Linked DNA regions of Danio rerio: region 2 is linked to region 1. Evidence: chromatin contacts called from public Micro-C data. All regions are on one chromosome and are shown on one strand. Each heading gives the region's core, a stretch centred on a gene start, on an enhancer-like site or on the middle of the called end of the contact. The rest is flanking DNA. Distances are from core to core; before and after follow the strand shown.

What was found. A called contact is a pair of places that touch in the nucleus more often than the background predicts.
Region 2: a contact with region 1 is called in a Micro-C map of caudal fin, with 5 times the contacts expected there. The contact joins the promoter of dbx1b here to the enhancer-like site in region 1. A contact is called at or near these places in 6 of 18 Hi-C or Micro-C datasets (caudal fin, embryo and gastrula embryo) and 1 of 4 datasets of contacts at active chromatin or transcription factors (caudal fin).

What each region holds. Positions count from the first base shown.
Region 1 is chr25:15,382,799-15,385,515 of GRCz12tu, forward strand. No RefSeq gene overlaps it. Among named protein-coding and RNA genes, the nearest start is that of exoc3l1, 9.2 kb to the left of the region's middle. Within about 2 kb of position 1,258, at least 36 of the 62 cell types and tissues checked have an H3K27ac peak or open chromatin away from gene starts, as enhancers often do. A contact at or near this core is called in caudal fin and gastrula embryo, where this site is marked.
Region 2 is chr25:15,447,702-15,450,517 of GRCz12tu, forward strand. It overlaps dbx1b (developing brain homeobox 1b), which reads left to right and starts at 1,323. Exons shown (of 4, transcript NM_131178.1): 1 at 1,323-1,768; 2 at 1,895-1,996. The coding sequence starts at 1,408.

The DNA.
Region 1 (2,717 bases), core at 8-2,507:
AATTTGCTTATCCCGCAATGACAGTTGGGTTTAGGGGTGGGGTTGGATGCCACGCTTCATTTTTAAAATGTCAAATTTACGTTTTCGTAAAAAATTTTTTTATAGAGTTTTCAGTGTTTTGATTCAAAACTTTTATGAAAATTACTGCATATGTCCAATAATAAAAAAATTACAAATTGTAAAAACTTTTAACATTTTGCATTGTTTTGTTGCTTTAGAAACATTTCATAAATAATTTTTAAATAAAAATGCAGTTTAATATTTTTTGCGAAAATAAAGAACAAAATTTGTTTTCATTTATGTTAACAAGGTCATAGGCAGATATTTTTAAAAAATAAGGATTAAGCCAGTAAATCTAGCAAAAATCGTTGTGTTACTTTCGACCCACGCATGTGTTACTTTCATCCATGCTGCTGACCAGGTCAAAAGAAATAATGTGCTATTTAACTATAAATTGAAATTATTTAGAAGTTGTAAAACGTGTTCAAAATACCACCCGAGAGTTTGCAATTACCACAGCAAAGATATATTTCTGTCGAAAACATAATCGTTTAAAAAATATGACAAATGGTACTATTGTCCCCTCTCTCCCCTACTCTTTATAAAAACCAACCTTTGAGAGATTTAAATGACATGATATTGACTTTTGGAAATAAGTAAAAAAAGCTGTAGGCTACATTAACAACCCCAATCTTAAACATAGCTTGTTTTCTAAAATATCGCTTTTTTGTTTCTTAAAACATGTTATTTGTAATTTGCATAGAGAACATGTAATTATTCTTGAATCCAATTCCACTTTAAATTCATTTACTGTTTTAAATATTCCTTAACACTTTATCACGCAATCATAAACTTGTCCGAATCATTCACTTCTGTGGCTGACACCCGAAACTATGTTGGATCTCATGAACAAACTTCTGCTTCTCCACGCAAGACGTTGATTGGCCCGTTTAAAGTTGGGCAACACATCTGACTGCCAACAGCAAGCGTTGCCATATTTTAATGTCATTCAAGGGTGTTAGAATGAGCAGGAGATTAGACGGGGGCCCCTAATTATTTTGGCTTTAGTTCTGGATTAACCCTCTGTTCTGTCGACTTCAATTCACACTCGCCGTTTGATGAAATGTGAACTGACATAAATTCCGCGGCTCACTTTCAATCCGATTATGCAGTTAAATCACCGCAGTTCGAACCCAAGCAAGAGACTCTGGCGGGCCGCTATTCTCCGGGTCCACCGAAGCCCTGACAGCTCCTCCCAGAAACACAGGGACCCACGCTACCTCCTCACAGGACCCACGCTACACTCTTAACCCCGCATGAATAGCGCCTATTCAGCGAGGTAACGCTCAAGCACAACCTAAATATTGTTTTATGAGCTGCAAAAAGGTGACACCTTCAAAATAATGCTCGTTTCGCAAATTCCCATCGTCCCGCGTCTTTCTAAAGGAAGGAACAGCTCCATGTTACAATGACCGGGTTTGTGTTGTTTGGATTAAGAGCAAGAAACCGACTTACCGTTGAAAACGTTTAAATTCATAGCGTTATTCCGGTGCAGTCGAGTTGAAAAGACACGGTGTTTAGCGTCTTTCTCAAGGGAACGGCTTCGTTTTGGCAGCGTGAGGGAGATCATTTGTTTACAAGTGTCCGTGTATGTCCCCGATAGCGCATTCACGCAAATTAATTAACATTTATTTGTGCTAATGACTGTCTGAAATTATAAAAGGTAGAATTGTTTTAAAAAATGGTCCTGTCTACCGAGTTTGAAGTTGACTAATGTTTAGAAAGATGCTTATTATGAGTAAAACCAATTTTATTAGAGCTTAGACGACTTCTGACCTGCTTAACAAAATACTTATTTATTTAGTTTACACATTTTAAACTTTACATTTAAATTTTAATAAACATTTTGCTTAAGTTTACACATTTTAAAGTTTGAATTTAAACTGTATTAAACATTTTAAGATCTTTGAACAAATGTAAACAATCTAAAGCAATGACCATGGAAATTAAAGACTTAAATAATTTAAATATGTTTTCCTAAATATTTTCCTATAAAAATGAAATATACCGCTGTAAAATTGCATTACCAGTTATTTTTTAAAGCAATAATCGTCCTCTTGTATTAATTTAGTGTTCATGAGAAACTTTAGGATGCTTTGTCCGATGTTGTGTTTTGTTTGTCTTCCAGCAGAGGGCAATGTCCGCGCGGATCCTGCAGCGAAACTGTTTGCAATTCATAATTCTCTAAGCCATCTAAGACTATTTAAGTGGGTTTTCCCATGAATGTGCAATGCATTTTCACAGTAATTATGATCACACGGATCTGAATAATAAATGCTTCATTTTCACAGTGCTGATATAGTAGCTCCATGAAGTAAAAAGGATGGCTTTATTTGGACACTCACACAGTAAATGTTTGATTTGGTTAAAATATGAAATCATATAATTAGTATTATAAAATGTTTATATATAAAGTTATAAATCAGTCTAGTAGTAATAGTAATAATAATAATTTTAAAATGACAGTAATAAATAAATTCTATATTATAATTGTATACATGAATTATTTGTTCATGTTTAGTTTTTCCTCAATTTCTGTTTAACGAAGATTTTCAACACATTTCTAAACATAATAATTTTAATAATTCATTTCTAATAACTGATTTATTTTATCTCTGTCATGATGATAGTAAATAATATTTGACTAGATATTTTTC
Region 2 (2,816 bases), core at 73-2,572, 65 kb after region 1:
GTCACAGGTCTTAGCCCACAGGCCTCGGGATTCACCTCTTTTGCCGCATCTGACAGAAGAGCGCGTCTATCCTGATAAAAGCCTCCTAGGAGAAATCCTTTTGTTCGCACTTTTTCTTGTTTCATAATATATTTTATCAGTAGGCGTTGGCCATTTTCCCCCTGCGGTTCAGCAGCAAAACTTGAAAGGTTGTGCTTTGCCATAGCACATTAAACCTTATCCACGTGTGGCGCAGCATGTTCTCTGACCCAGCTCCTCACACATTGAAATACCCCTTTTTTACTCTCTGTAACTCAATAGACAAAAATGTGTGTGACCTATGAAGCCTAATTCAGTCAACCATGGCATCTATCTATCTATCTATCTATCTATCTATCTATCTATCTATCTATCTATCTATCTATCTATCTATCTATCTATCTATCTATCTATCTTTCTAATATTTAAATACTAAATATTAAAAAAAATCTACTATTTAAAAAATCTAATTAAAAGTTCGCAACCAAAGATATAAATTTCCATCATTATTTGCTCTACATTCAAAACCGTACGAGTTTTTTTTGAACACACAAAAAGAAATACTGAAAAAAAAGATGTCATGGAATATTTTTGTTATCCAACCAACTGCAACTCTCTAAAGAATATTGTGCCTAATATTCTTAAAAAAAAAAAAAACATTTCTCACTAAAAATCTAAGCAGAAAGTTTACAACGAAGTATTCAAAATGTTTTTTTAAGTGGAACTACTGATGCCAATTAAGATTTATCTTCTATTTTTAAAAGTTCGAAGCATTAGGCTATATACTACTGTTGACTTTTAATTAATGTTTTTAAACAATACTACAATTAAACAATACACTGAATAATTAAAGAATAATTAACTTAGCATGCAATAATTTTGGCACTGTTTTACTTACAAATAAAAATATTAAAATTATGTTTTTTTTAATTAGGTCTGTTTTTTTTACCCTGTGTTTCCTGTATTGTTTATTTTATTGAGAGTTAAATGTGAATTTTATATGGTTTCAGGCAATGCCTACATTAATTATTTATGTATCGCAATCATTGTAACGGCATTATGATAATTAACTATAAAGCTACACTGCTTTTATTCGTAAAGGCCGTTGTCTGCGGTTTGTTTGTGGCGTCTAATCCAATCCGAATTTCTTATATCCAATCAGGACGCGCCGCCTCTAGAGTAAACGGAACTCACGTGGAGAATTTGGTTGAACTTCATTGTTAGAGCTGTCACCCATGAAAAGGCTTCTCCAGCGGTCCACTATAAAACCCCTGGAAGAGAGAGGGACGGCCAAGAGCTCCTTCATTCTGCCCTCTTGGACCCTAATCTACGCAAGTCTCTGCAGTGAGAGAGTGATTTCCTCGCTGTCAATTTCTAGAAAACGGTGCAATGATGTTGCCAAGTGTTATTGCGCCACCTGCCATGTATCCGAGCTTTCTGCGGCCCTCGTCGGCTCTTTCCTTGCCTCCAGCGTTACAATCGGCGTTCACCACGCACTCGAGTTTCCTTGTGGAGGACCTGTTGCGGATCAGCAGACCTGCAGCCTTCATGCACAGAAGCATCCCGTCGCCAAGTGCATCTCCTCCAGCAACAGGTGTCACAACTTTGAACACTACCTCCTCCGCAGTCCACGTCGCCATGTCTACTTCTTTGGCAAAAAGATCAAGCTCCCCGCAAACATCAATTTCCAACGATCCAAATTACCTGAAGTTTGGAGTGAATGCGATTCTCGCGTCAACAACACGAAATGGTATGGGTTTTTGTATATATAAAAAACTTGTTAATGTCAAAGAGTGTTTGCTTAAATCTAAGACGCTTTGTCATATTTAATTTGTACATTTCATTTGACTGTAGTCCACTTTATTTTGTCTCATAGCTTCACCACCACCTCCCGTGCAAGGAATGAATGCAAAAACATTTCCTTTCCCTTGTTTTGACGGATCATTCCATCCATTCATCAGAGCATCATATTTCCCAGGTGGGTCAATAGACATTTAAAGAAAGAAAAATCGCTGTCATTTCTTAATTCGGTCAAACTGATGGGCCTTCAGAATCTGCTTGCATTGCTGGAATTTGTAGGACATTGTGGAATCAGTCTCGCTAATTTGATGCCCTATTTAGCAAACGCAGTGACTGCTGACATTTTGCACCGCTTCCCCTAATCCACAAATTAGCCGGAATTGTCATGGTCCCAATTTAAGGCGGGTCCACTCTCACAAGCAAACTGTTGGCGTCTCTTCATTGCTGCCTTTTTCCCACCGAGCCAGTGTACTTAGTTACTGATTGGCAACAATGCTTTCAGCACCATGACCAATTGGTCAGCTCCCTCTGGGCAGCCACACACAGACCGGTCGTTGACTTAAGCATGCAGCTGATAGGCATTTACCAGTCATGGACTAATTCCCCTATTAGCTTCTATTCAGTGTTTCAATATTCTCACAAGACCACATAGAGTGTGGGGAGTCTTCACAGGACGTCCAAGCAAAACTTGGGTCTCATGTAGAAGCATGAAAAGTGCTTAACATTGTGTAAGTTGCTCTAATTAGGTAGCTTAAGTAGAAAAATAGGCTTAAGTTATATATAATTTAGGGTACTCCGTGACTTTGACAACCACAGTTAAATAAACGCTAAATCTATTACATAAACCTCAGATAAAACCAATAAAACCGGGTCTATTTTGCGTTAAGCTTCATGTCCATCACTCCAATGAATGCGGGCTACAAATAGCCTTGTGGATCGTGCACTCATTCAGGCCAACGATAATAGACTGAGTCTTTTCACCGCGCTGTGAATACGTC